2 separate regions of the Sus scrofa genome follow, and region 1 is linked to region 2. A link is a contact called in public promoter capture Hi-C data. All regions are on one chromosome and are shown on one strand. Each heading gives the region's core, a stretch centred on a gene start, on an enhancer-like site or on the middle of the called end of the contact. The rest is flanking DNA. Distances are from core to core; before and after follow the strand shown.

Region 1 (7,127 bases), core at 1,628-4,127, 1.1 Mb before region 2:
CGCCGGATCCTTAACCCACTGAGTGAGGCCAGATATCGAACCCACAACCCCATGGTTCCTAGTCAGATTCGTTAACCACTGAGCCACGACAGGAACTCCCTGAAATTACTGCTTTAGTAATCACTTGGGAGTATCAGAACACTTTCTTTTCTCCAGAGGAATTAAATTTAACGTTTTGTCTTGAGAAACTACCATTTTTACCAAACAGAAATAAGCTAACAAGCATGACGGAAGAGCTTATCTGCTCAAATATTTCTATCACTTAGCAGAATTATTGGTACTGAGATTCCCAATCCTTTCAAAGACCATTTCACCTGTTACATGCACTACAATAAGGAACACATATGCTCCTTGCAAATAACCTCTTGAGTTCAGTGACCTTATTTTTACTTGAATTCTACCTAGGGTTCTGGAAAAATAAATGTAATGTAAAAAAGTTACACTTAACACATCTTAAATATAGTGTCTCATATTTTAAGTTTGTATTTGTGTATTTCCTGTTATTGTTCCTCTCATCTCCATAATTTCTGTTTCTTAGGGAAGGAGGTCTAGTGGGTGGAATTTTCATAACCACATCAAGCTCCACACTCCTTGAGAGCATATAAGAACTGTTCTGTATCAGGTAATATTAAATAAAATTCCTCAAATGACACATTCCCTCTACTTATTATCACCCTGATGTAAGATGCCTTCAGTATTTTTTGTCTTGGGTTTTAAATAGGCAGTTCAATGTAAGCCTTCTACATTATGTCTTTGGGAAATAATACAACATTTCTTTCTTCCCCTTAGTGGAAGCTGCACATTACTGAACATGGGCAAAGGCTTCTAATAAGACAGTATTATAAACCTGAAACAAAGAAGATATCTAAATAACTACAAAATGATAGAGTAATTACATCTCCTGGTATTTTCCCCAAACCATCATTTTCTAAGTCTGCTTCCGTGAAAAAAGAACCCGTCACAAAGATAAGGGGTGAGGAGAAGCAACACACCAATAGAGAAAAAGAGGTTAAAAATTCAAATGCCAAACTGCAGAGTACAACCATAACAAAGCATGTGCATTCAGGAGAATATTAGAAAGGTAGTCAGGGCGGTATTAACATATCCTAAATACTCTGAACAACTAGCCCCGTCATTAATTTTCACATCCATCAAGGTAGGAGGCTGCACCCCAATTCCCACCCCCCATTGCTTTCCACTGTTTGTTTCAGCATTTTAATAGACACACACTTGCCTCCCACCAGGGCATAAAGTGTCTGGTTTAAATAGGCTTTTCTCTTTCAGCTTGTCCCAGAATTACGCCTAAAGCTCAGTCCTGGTGGCTTTTCAGGATGAAGAATCTAATTGGAAAATGCTGTTAGTTTAGCGACTCCAATACCTCTTTTCAAAATTTAGTTTGACCTTCCAAATGTCTTTCCAACACACGAAGATAAACAGTGAAACTTAGTATGCAGTTCCTGTAAGTCTGCATCGTAAACACTGATACTGATGTGCTGACAAACCTGAGTAAGTTTGTCAGCTCCTTGCTTAGTTGAAAGTGAGAAAGACAAGAGTCTATCAAAACAGCCTCACCAGTCCAAAACCTGGATCTCCAAAAGGGTCCCTTTCCCTTGCCACTGGTTTGTGGAGAGTTAAAGAAGCCCTTTCCAACTTTTCACTTTCTGATGAAGCTATCGAGGTCAGGAAGCTTCACTTTCAAGGCATCCACGCCCAACTCGGAGAAACAAACGCGAAGCCAGGGGGCCAGCGAGCAGAGGTCCGGCGGTCCCTCGCTCCAGCCCTTTCCAAGATTCCTATGCTTCGGCCCGACCCTCCAGCCTGCGCGTTAGAGTAGGAGACGGCTCATTACATAATCCCCGTTCCCCAGAGTCTCCCACAGAGTCACGGGGGCTCAGGCGGCCCCCAGTCTCCCACTCCGCCCTTAGGAAGCTCGGCTGACTGCACCCGGGGAGCGGCGGCCAGCTGCCCCGACTCGCCTGGCGCCGCGACCGGGACCCAGGCCCCTATAGTCACCCACGAGGGGCTGGGCCGCGCCTCCACGGGTAGCCCCCGGGTCCCAACTCAGACCTGGGTCCCAGCCCCCTCGGGGTGCGCCTCACGTCACAGCCACTGCCCCAGTCCCTCTCGGAGTCCCCCATCACACCTGCTGCCTCAAGCCCTCTCGGGGTCCCCTTGCGGCTCAGACCCGCTGTCCTGGCCCATTTCAGGGACCCTTCCCTTGAGTCTCTCTATCCCGGTCCCTCTTGGGGTCTCCCCTCAGACGCACTGTTCCGGTCCCTCTTGAGGTCTCCCCTCAGACCCATCGTTCCATTTCCCCTCAGGGCCCCCCCTCTGGTCCGCTGTCCCGGCCTCTCTCGGGTCCCCTTCCACCACACCCGATGTCCCAAGCCCTCTCAGGGTCCTCCTCTCAGAAACGCGGGGCGGCCCCTCTCCGAGACTCCTCAGCCAGAACTGTCAAACCCGCTGCCGAAACTCCCTCACTCGGTCCCTCGCCGACCCCACTCCGCCCTGAGTTCCTTCGCCCCGGCTCACTGTCACCTCCCTGCGCCCCGGTGCTCTCACCTCAGACCTGCTGTCACCACCCCGGGGCCCGGCGTCGCCGCCGCCGCTTCCTCTCCCACACTTGTTCCCGAATCGCTCTTCTGCCGCTTGTTCCCGGGAAGATCCCCAGGTCCGGTCGGTAAGCTACGGGTCCGGCTGCGCAGAGCCTCCGCTCGCGGTTTCCGCGTCGGGTGCCACTCTTGCACGCAGGACCCCACCGCCGCCGCCGCCGCCGCCGCCGCCGCCCCTGGGCGCCACACGGACCCTCCCGCTGCAGCCGCTGCTGCTGTCCGAGGTGCGGCTCCTGCCAGGGATGGCCAATCGCACCCGACTGCGCCGAGCGCGCTCCGCCCCGCCGTCCCAAGTCCGCCCGCCCCCTGCCCCTGACCACGCCCCCAGCCAGGCTCCAATAGGCTCTCTACTGACCTTCCCTGATCGCGGGGCACAGACTTAGGGCCAGATATAGGTACTTGATTGGAGGTGCCTTGGAAGCAGAGCTGTCGATGGTGCTTGAGGATTGGCGGAGTTGAATGTGGGCGGGACCGGGAGGGGCGGGGTTTCCTCAGACGCGGAAGACCTTGCAACTTCACTCACCCACTGGCCCGCCTCGGGTGCGGTCGTCCTTGTTTGCGCTGTGTTGGGGTCAAAGTTCATGGCACTCCCCTCTGAGCCTTTATTTTTCTGGGGAGACTCCCAGAGGCCAAGGCCCCTTGGGACTCTGGGAGACCACCATGCGAGAGCCTTTAAGGCGGTCCCGATTTCCCCGTTAGACCTGGCACAGCTTTCTAAATAATTCTGCCGTAAATCGATAACAGCAATTATTCACTCAGGACTTGTGAACGTTTCCTGTATTTAACCGCTTTTATATCTTTGGCAAGGGAGTTACACTTCCTTACATTGCATTCCGCAGACATCAGTATAATGATGTTGATGGGAAAAAAAAATCTACCTCCTAGATGCATAGTATGCACAACTAGGCATTTAGCACTGTCAGGGAGCGTTTTCATAGTTACAAGACCAAAGTTAAGAAATACTCAGTTTGAGGGTTATGATAATAATTACAAGTAAGGGAGTTTCCGTCGTGGCTCAACAGTTAATGAACCCGACTAGGAACCATGAGAATTTGGGTTTGATCCCTGGCCTTGCTCAGTGGGCTAAGAATTTGGCATTGCCATGAGCTGTAGTGTAGGTTCACAGATGCGGCTAGGATCTGGCATTGCTGTGGCTGTGGTGTAGGCCAGCAACTGTAGCTCCGATTGGACCCCTAGCCCAGAAACTTTCATAGGCTGCTGGTGTGGCCCTAAAAAAAAAAAAAAAAAAAAAAACTAGGAACAGGAACTGTTTGGTAGGGGAACCCTTCAGGGAGGCTTCAGCAAACCTCTTCAACATATTTTTTCTCAGGGCCCTGTGAAATGATTTTATGATTTTTGCGGTAACTAATGGCCAAAGTATAATGAACTTTGACCTAAGTGCTACTGGTGATAACCAGAGACCCATCTTGACCCAAACTGAAACATTGTGCTTGCCAGGGGTGAAAGTGCATGTTTTAATTCAGAGCCATACTTTATATTTTTGTGAAACATATGTTGAACTAATACTGGAAACTGAAAACTGCTGCCTTCACCCCAAACCCTAAAACTTAGGGGCTTTGAGAATTTAGCATTTTGTGAAGAAATCGTTTCATTTCAGGAACACAGTTTGTTCCTAAGCCTTGTCAGATACATTCAGGACTTCACTCTTAGAAACCTCTCCATCATCAACTCTTTCTAAACTCTTGCTATCAAAATTTGTGTTCAAAATACTATTCATGTTTTCCCTAGTGTTTTAAAATCATATCCGTTCCAATTAAGATGCTTCCCCTTAAAATTTCAGTTTTTTGAGTGTTAGGGGGTGTACAGAGGGCCTGTGGAAAGGGGCTGGCAGGATTTCCTTTCAGATGAATTCAAATGTGGATGTCTCCTGAAGAGTGTGACCGAGTGCCATTATGGAAAGGGATGCAAAGAGATTTCTAGGTGGTAAAACTTGGTTTTGAGGGAACTTGGTTTTTATAGGCCTAGAGGAACACTGTCCATAATCATATTAGGTAACTATAAAAGTTGGGTGAGACTAAAGTCATGAGAGAATTTTTTTTTACTAGGTCCCCCTCTACAGAGTATTTATTAAGAGCTCATCATACCAAATGCAGTAAGGATAGAAGAAATTGGGTAAGTTTTCATAATCCAAGTGTTCAGTTCTCTCTATTCATATAGAAAAGAAGTTCATGATCATTGACAGATGTTATTTGCAATCAAGAAGACAAGTAAAGGGAGTTCTCTTTGTGGCTCAGCCAGTTAAGAAACTGACATACTGTTCCTGAGGATTTGGGCTTGATCCCTGGCCTCTCTCAGTGGATTAAGGATCTGGTGTTGCTGTAAGCTGTGTCATAGGTTGCACATGCTATTGGGATCCAGTGTGGCTGTGGCTGTGGCTGTGACATAGGCTTCAGCTGCAGCTCCAATTTGACCCTGAGGCCAGGAACTTTGATATGCTACAGGTGCGGCCTTATAAAAGGTAATAAATAAAAAAAGAAGAAAAGTAAAACATACACAAGGTAAACATGCCAGTGTCTTGAAAGGAAAGAAAACCAAATAGGAAAGATAACCCACCACCTTTTTTTATTTGTTATAACATTCTATCAGTGAACTCTTATTTCTAAAATGTTGGTGCATTTTTGGTCTCTGATTATTGCTACTGATGGAAACACTAAGTTGCTCAATATAGTTGATTACAAATAATTTAGACATGACCTAACAGCATAAAAAAGAAAATGACTTCATCCTTTGGACAAGAGACAGTTTTGAAATTCTAGTTTAAATATGGATGGTGGACCTACAGGGAGCCATGAGAATGACTCTTATTTAGAAGGAGGTTCAGAAGCTTTCTGAACTCCTGGAAAGACATTGCAACATTCCATTCTGAAAATTCTTGTGTTTTGTTGGGAGGAAGAATCCCTTATAAGCAGAACCAAGATTTTAATTATAACAAGGTAGAAAATAAGAAATATTAAAATAAATGGGATGAGTTCCCATTGTGGCTCAGTGGTTAACGAACTTAACATCCATGAGGACACAGGTTCAATCCCTGACCTTGCTCAGTGTGGGGTTAAGGATCCAGTGTTGCTGTGAGGTGTAGTGTAGGTTGCAATCTCAGCTCGGATCCTGTGTTGCAGTGGCTGTGGCGTAGGCCAGCGGCTACTACACCTCTGATTCAACCCTTAGCCTGGGAACCTCCATATACCATGGGCGTGGCCCTAAAAAGCAAATAAATAAGTAAATGTGATGAGAATAAATTTTTTCACAGTGAGAAGACTCTGTGGGGGCCAATTCAGAGGTACTTTTGGTCACAAAGCATCTGAGAGTGAGAATATTGGGTTACATCCTGGCTTTTACATCTGTGTTCAACTTTACTGCAAGTTAATTTTTTTTCCCCCTTTTTTTGGCCTCCCCAGGGCATGTGAGAGTTCCCTGGCTGGCGATCAGATCCCAGCTGCAGTTGCAACGTGTGCTGCAAGCAACACCAGAGCCTTCATCTACTATGCTGAGCTGGGGATTGAACCTGCATCCCAGCACTACAGAGATGGAGCTGATCCTGTTTTGCCACAGCAGGAATTCTTTTTTTTTTTTTTTTTTTTTTTTTTTTTTTTGTCTTTTTGCCTTTTTGCCTTTTCTAGGGCCGCTTCCTGCGGCATATGGAGGTTCCCAGGCTAGGGGTCTAATCGGAGCTGTAGCTGCCGGCCTACGCCAAAGCCACAGCAACGCGGGATCTGAGCCGCATCTGCAACCTAGACCACAGCTCATGGCAATGCTGGATCCTTAACCCACTGAGAGAGGCCAGGGATCGAACCTGCAACCTCATGGTTCCTAGTTGGATTCGTTAACCACTGCGCCATGACGGGAAATCCAGTAATTTTTTAAGATACTTTTTGTATGGAGATTTGGGCGCAGCATAGTAAGGAGTGGGGTTACTTTGGACAAACCATTAAACATCTCTGGGCCCTTCTATCGCTTTTCTTGCTACACCCAAATAGACAAGAGACATCCTTAATTTTTTCACTAAGCAAGTGTCTCCTACTCAGAGGTAATCAGATAAACTGATTCATGCAGATATTCAACGCGCTTGTTTTCTAAATTACCAGCAAGCACCTTCCTGTCTTAGCCTAATTAACTTTCTGCAGGCAAATACTCCACTTGCTCAACTGAGAGTTGAGTTAGCAAATTATTGCATTGGGGAAAGCTACCTTTTAAAAAAAATTCATATTCTAAGAAATATGAGGCAGCTGTACTGTAGAGGGCCTGGGTCTGAGAGTTAGACACAAGGTAGCCTTGTACAATACCATTTTTTGTTTTTAAGACAAGAGGTAGCTCTTTTCTCATCTGTAAAATCAGGAGAACATCGTAGTGAACCAACCTGTACAAACAGAAGGGATGCCCATTGACTGGGAAAATACTGGGTTTTGCTGACCCCAGGATGGAATACTAACATCTTTTTAAATTTTATTTTATTTTTTTTTGCTTTTTAGGGCCACACCCTCAGCATATGGTGGTTCC
Region 2 (6,985 bases), core at 3,705-6,204:
GAACTGTTGCTGGGGGCGGTCATGCATTGATACATCAAGCACAATGACAGATACATGATAGGGCTTGATAAACAATCTTCACTATTAACACTTAGAGTCTTCAAATCTCAACTTAATTGTCACTTCCTCCTTGAAGCCTACCTTGACCTCCTGGGTAGATCATATCCTTCTCACTAGGTCACATTTTTCCTTCTTAGCGTTTATTACAGATAACTACTCAATGCTTGTTTGATTCATGTTTCTCTTCCCTACTAGATCATATTCTTCGGATCTTCCACACCTTTAAAGCAAACACATGTCTTCTTTCTCTTCTCCCTCTAAGTGTTAGCATACTTTGACGCCCTGTTCTGCACCATACTCTTTTTTCGTACTTTTTTTTTTCATTTTAAAAAATTTTATTGAAATATAGTTGATTTACAATGTTTTGATAATTTCTGCACTATTTTTCTCCTCCTTATTGATATACCTTGGATATTGATTCATGTCAGTGTATAGCATTTCCTCATTTTTTTAAGGCTATATGGCTTGCCATTGCATGGCTATGTCATGATTTATTTAGCCCATCCTCTACTGGTGGACACATAGGCTGTGTCCAACGGTTTCCTCTTGCACATATGCAAATACTGCAATGGATGACTCTGTCTTTCATCATTTTGCTCGTGCATAAGTATATCTGTTGGTTAAATTCCTAGAAGTAAAATGTTTGAATCAAAGGGTGAGGACCATTTAAATTTTGCTAGGAATTGTCACACTTTCCTTCATTATCTTTAGACCAAAACCCACTGTACCACAGAGGGAACTCCCCATGAATTCTTAATACAATGTGGCAAGACTCCTCCTTCAGCAGTTACAGACACCTTATTGTACTCAACTTTATCTCTTTGAGATCTCCCTGAATATGCCCCAGAGTCAGTTTTGAGAACATAGTGTAGCATTATAAGCCAGACTGTCCCAAATTTTTTCCTCCAAATTTGATGTAAATCCATCTATATCTGCTTTCATATAGTGCAATAATAGACACAAACTTTTTTTAATGAGCTCACTGAAGGCAAAAATGGTCCTTTCTGAAATTTCGGTGTTTCTTATCCCTACTGTCTTGTGTGTTAGACACGCTAAGTAGGAAGAGATCTTACATAGCTACCTCTGGTTCTCATGCTCAGATGTTTCTTTTGGAGAGAGGCCAGGACCACTGTTCATCCATATGGCTGCATTTGTACGAATTAGAAAAAGGCATTCATTCCTCCAGGCAGATGGAACCTCAGGACCTACTTCCCTCCTAGTGTAGGCACCCCTGCACAGGGCACACCTATACAATCCCAGTTACTGGGCTTTCTCACTGGTTGAAAACCTTAGGCTATCACTATCTTATTCAAACCAGAGTAGAAGTCTTGAAATTTTCTTTAGGCATTAAAGCATTTGCATAGTTCAGATTAGTGGTCCACGACTCACCTTATCTTGTTCTTCCTTATCTCTCATGTTATTTGGGGAAGAACCCAAAGATCAATGTATTTATATCTATGGTTTCTTCATCGCCTATTGTGAGCAATAAAAACAGATCATAGAATGTATTCTGGGTTATCCACTGGCCTGGCTTAAATCCTGTTCAAGCTTCCCTAGAATCTCTTGTTTACCTGTATTGCTGCCTTTCTATGAGTCTGCTTCCATCTCTATCCTATAGATTCCTTTTTTTTTTTTTTAAACGGCCGCACCATGGCTTATGCAAGTTCCCAGGCTAGGGGTCAAATTGGAGCTGCAGCCGCTGGCCTACACCACAGCCACAGCAACTCGGGATCCAAGCCACATCTCACGGTACTGCTGGATCCTTAACCCACTGAGTGAGGCCAGGGATCAAGCCTGAGTCTTCATGGATACTAGTCCAGTTCATACATAGTCCAGTTCACTGAGCCACTATGGGAACTCTGTTTTTGTATTTTTTAAGAATGTTTTTAAATTACAAAAGTAGTAGAGCCTCATAGTAGAAATATTTTCAAACAGAAAGCTAAAAAGTGAAAATCCCCTATCTGCCCCTGTTTCCAATCAACTCCTCTTCTAAGAGGGGACCACTATTAACAGCCTGTTGTATATCTTTCCAGAACTTCCTATTTGCAAGCCTAATGATGCTAAGGAAAGGGCTAATGTTTATTAAGTGGTTACTAAGGGTCAGGTGCTTTTCATACAGGTTCTCAATTAAATCACAAAACAAGCCTAGGTGTTAGTTTTATTCCCCATGTCACAAAAGAAGAAACCAGGTGACAGTTTTTAAGTGGCAAGGCCAGAATTTGAACCCAGGCAGGCTGATTCTGAGCTCAGGTTGTTAACTTCCTGTTCTGCCCCTTGCTTTGGGATTTGGAATTTCATAGACATTTCTCCATAGTTGCCACATAATTCTATATCCTAGCCCACCCCCCCCTTTTTTTTTTTTTGGCTTTTTAGGGCTGTACTCACAGTATATGGAGTTTCCCAGGCTAGGGGTCCAATCGGAGCTACAGCTGCCGGCCTGCACCACAGCCATAGCAACACAGGATCTGAGCTGCATCTACAACCTATACCACAGCTCATGGCAATGCCGGATCCTTAACCCACTGAGGGAGGCCAGGGATCAAACCTGTGTCCTCATGGATACTAGTCATATTTGCTTCCACTGAGCCACGACAAGAACTCCCTATCCTCTCTTTTAAAAGTTGCTCGTTAGTCCATAAAAATGAATGTATTTAATTCATTTAGCTATTCTACTGACAAACTTTTTAGAATTCTGCAGCTTCTCATTTCCTCATTTCATCAAATCTAAGATTCCATTGATTGTAAGAAGCATCCTGTTTCAGAGAGATCAAAATGTGCATGTGAGAATTAACATATTATTAGAAATGAGGCTGCAAATAAACATGTTTGCATATAATTTTCACATGTGTATTTCTGTAGATATTCCCTAGCCATAAAATTGTGCACCAGAATGAAGGTGTGTTTTTTATTTTATTTTTGTCTTTTTAGGGCCGCACCCATGGCATATGGAGGTTCCCAGGCTAGGGGTTAAGCGGAGCTGCAGCTGCCGGCCTACGCCACAGCCATAGCAATGCAGGATCCAAGCCATGTCTTGGACCTACACCATAGCTCATGGCAATGCCGGGTCCTTAACCCACTGAGTGAGACCAGGGATAGAACCAGGGACCTCATGGTTCCTAGTCGGATTTGTTTTGGCTGCGCCACGATGGAAACTCCTGTGTTTTTTGATAAATACTGCTAAACTCTCCTCCAGGAGGCCATATCTTAATAATCTGTGTCTTCCATTTACTTCACACATGTCTGGCATTTTGTAGGTACCAAATAAATGTTCAGTGGACAAAATGCATGACTAGGCGCAGCAAATGCAAAGAATTTTGAAATACTCCACATGCAAACACACACACACACATACTGCCAATAACAAAAAAAAAAAAAATCTAACAGTGACTAACAAATGAGAAGATTAGAATATTTTAGTACCATATGTATACACACTCTTTGCTGAAGGACTGGCCGTAGTAAATGACAAACACTAATAAATAAATGCATTTTGTGTAGAATGATGTGTTCAAAGTGATTTTTAAATATCTTGCAAAACTGCCTATCAAAAGGTTGTGCACCCCTCAGTTTTTTGAAAATACATTAATAATGTAACCAAGCAGGGCCCTGTGGGGCTCATAGGCACAAAAACTTTTCTGTGTCCCCAATTTCTTGTTTTTATGAAATGTGCCTCATTCAGCCTTGTTGGCCTTCCCTGAGTTCCAAGGGGCAGGTTCAGACACCTACTGATCAGGGAAGGAAGGAGAGACAAAGAGAGAATCAGTCAAGCAACAATGGTACAGCCTTGGGGCAGGATTCTGGTTCCCTCTCAAGGGATACACATAATGATGCAGGCGTCTTATATACCAAGAGAAAAGTTATATTCTTTATGCTTCCTTTGGAAATGAATACTTTAAAACTGAACACCTTAGAGCCCTTCCTTGTGCTTCTCCCTCACTTGATTTCATCCTAAACACAATCACCTGTAAACTAAAGTTTAGGCACCCTGAACACAATTGCCTGTGAGTTAAAGATTATTAGCTGTGATGTTTTCCAGGAACTTTCCTAGTTCTAATCTCTGATCAATATGCCCTTTTCACAAGTAATGTTATTCTCAGCAATAACCCAGAAGACGGTGATCATGCCGAGATCTCCTGATTCCCACTTTGATGACCAAGATTCCCCCAAAGTAAGAAGAATCCTGTCTCTTATCTGGAACCTTGTTTTTCTCCTTTTAGACTATAAAATTCCCTTCAATTTCCCCCCAAGGGATGGCACAGTCTTTAAGGGATTAGGCTGCTGTAGCTTCGTTTGCCTGGCAAAGCAATAAAAACTAGCTTTTTTCTCCTTTACTCTGTCTCCGTGTTTCTCCTGCCTTTTATGCACACACCCCCACCCACAAGATACTAGATGTGAGAAATTTCCAGAGAGCTTATGGTCTGTCATTATCTCAAACACCTGCAGGACTACTTGCATCAGAATCACCTGGTGTGCTTATTAAAATGCAGATCCCAGGCCAGAGCTTCAGAATCACAATTCCCAGGAATTAGGGGCAAGTGAATCTGCATCTTAAACAGGCACTCCAGGTGATTCTAACACACTCAAAGGTGTGAGAGCGAGCACATGAAAGATCTTTAAGGAATCGCTTAACTAAATATGCCTTTTAGAACGACCCCTTTGGCTGTAAAGGGAAGAATCAACTTTAAGTGGGCAAAGATAACCAGGGTATCTAACACCATCATTCATCCCAGCGTGGGGAGGACGTCCCACATGGCCGGCGCGCTTCAGCACCCCCTGCCGGCCCTCAGCAGCCTCGTCCCGGGCGGCCGGAGCGGTCAACTGCGACAGCGCTCCCCGAAACCCGCAGGGGCGGTCTGGGGCTAGTAAACGCACGGACGTAGACCGGAAGCGGAAGTGAGGTCCGTTTGCCTGGCGCTCTTCTCAGAGCGCAGCCACCCCCCACCCGGTGGCCCCCGCCGACTTGAGGAAGTGCCGGAAGCGGAAGTTCCTAAGAGGTGGGGGGAGTTGTTGGTTAAGTGTCGGCTTGTCTTTGGAGCTTGGTAGGTTCCCCTTCTCCCCTCGGCTGATTGAGCAGGTAAAGCGCGATTGTGAGACCTCGCCAGCCCTGCCGGCCAAATTCAGGCCGGATCCCAACTTCGAACCCTATTCTGAGGGGTGTGGTACCCGGTGCTCCGACTCTCCCGGGTCCTGGTGGAGGTCCCGGGAGTCCCCGGTCCCTTCTCTGGGCAGAGGCTCGGTCCGGCTTCCCGGTGTCCACGTAAACCCCCGCGATGGGTAATACGAGCAGTGAGCGCGCTGCGCTGGACCGGCAAGGGGGTCACAAGACTCCCCGAAGGGACAGTTCGGGGGGCTCCAAGGATGGGGACCGGCCCAAAATCTTGATGGACAGCCCTGAGGACGCTGACCTCTACCACTCCGAGGAAATTAAGGTAAGGTAATGGGGGTGGAGGGATCCGTTTCTCCTTAATTTCTTTTGAGAGCTACTAGATCCTCCCGCCATATTCCCCTAATGATCAGAAGTCAGAGAGCTGTGATACTTCACACTATGCACTTAAAATCCAGATGGCCCTTTTAGTAACCCAGGAACCTGTGTCGAATTATCGATAAGACAAAGTCACCCCGAGGGAGGAGGATTTCACTTCGTTTAACATCATTAAGGCAAAGGCAGCTCTGGGACAGGTTCAAATCCTTAATTAATTAAGATCGTGGAGTTAGCAGTAATTGAGCTCTAGTCGCTCCTTTTCTCTTAGGTATAATTAATTTCAGAGCTTTGAGAAATCTTTTACCACTTTCATGCACACGGGCGTTTTTTGTAATAGTTTTGCAGTTTATCCTCAATTTTGGAGATAAGGCAGAACACCTGTAAGGTGATAGTAGTGTTCACCAGCTGACCGCAGTTCCCAGAGATCTTTAGTGTTGCCTAAACTTGTGGTTCACGCTTTAGAGCAGGCATAGAAAAGTAATTTGACTTCTGGAGGTCAGTAAGTGAAGTATTAGTCTGAAGGAGGCAGCCAGTTGCTACTCAGCTTCTCTCTCCTGTTGTTTAAATATGACTTAAACTTAATGTTTAATGTTGATGTTTGCCAAAGCAAATGTTTTTGCAGGCCACATTTGGGCATCCTGCCTCAGTCGGCTTGTTAACTCTTAAAAAACTCTGAAGACAAAAATCTTCATTCCTGCTTCAGCTACTTTCCTGCTAAGCATCATGTGGTCTCTTTCTAGAAGGCAGGGCCCAGTCCAAGGACATTTAGTGATTCTAGCAGCTGATAGGTATATGTATACCCTTAAAAAAAAAAAAAAAAAAAAAAAAAATTCCTTAAAGGGCAGTGCAACAAAGTCAGTTTGAAAAAGATGACCCTCCTCCCCCACACACACGCATTCTGTTACCATCCGCTTGCTTGTTAATCATCACTGTCCATTAGGCTAATTGCCTGGTAACTCATCCCTTCTGTACTCAGATTTTTTTTCTCAAATGTTGGGCTGAGTCACGTTATTGTCTTTTGTCCTCACCTGGATCTTGGCTCTGAGGCTGACTCTAAAGAGTCTGCTTTTACTTGGCCCTCCAGCCCGTGGTTTCAACTTGCTTTCTGAATTTGTTGCATTCCATTGCTGTGTGCAAAGTGAACTTTGGGATCCTGTTTCTTCGATGACTAGACATCCCTTCCCCCAAAAGTAATTATGGCCCAAGGGCAGCCATTTAAGACACCCTAAGAATCAAACCATTTTCTTTAAGAAGCACTTGTTCTTCTGCTGTTTTAAAACCTTACAAGAAATGTTTGGCATACGGATACTCTGTAAAGAATGATTTCAAATAATTTCCATTACTACTTCCTCAGAAGTTATGAAATGATGAGGCAGACACATTGGATAGAATGCCGATTAAAAAAAAAAAAGTCATGGATTCTTTTAACTACACTAGTTCACC

Evidence for each region. Promoter capture Hi-C pulls out the DNA fragments that hold promoters and counts their contacts.
Region 1: a promoter capture Hi-C map of fetal skeletal muscle shows a contact between it and region 2, with 7 times the contacts expected there. The contact joins the promoter of TAOK3 here to the promoter of PRKAB1 in region 2. A contact is called at or near these places in 1 of 5 promoter capture datasets (fetal skeletal muscle), 1 of 47 Hi-C or Micro-C datasets (liver) and 1 of 2 datasets of contacts at active chromatin or transcription factors (alveolar macrophages).

Annotation. Positions count from the first base shown.
Region 1 is chr14:34,317,766-34,324,892 of Sscrofa11.1, reverse strand. It overlaps TAOK3 (serine/threonine-protein kinase TAO3), which reads right to left and starts at 2,877. Exons shown (of 21, transcript XM_001924400.7): 1 at 2,563-2,877.
Region 2 is chr14:33,215,595-33,222,579 of Sscrofa11.1, reverse strand. PRKAB1 (protein kinase AMP-activated non-catalytic subunit beta 1) reads left to right here and starts at 4,954. Exons shown (of 7, transcript NM_001243621.1): 1 at 4,954-5,489. The coding sequence starts at 5,331.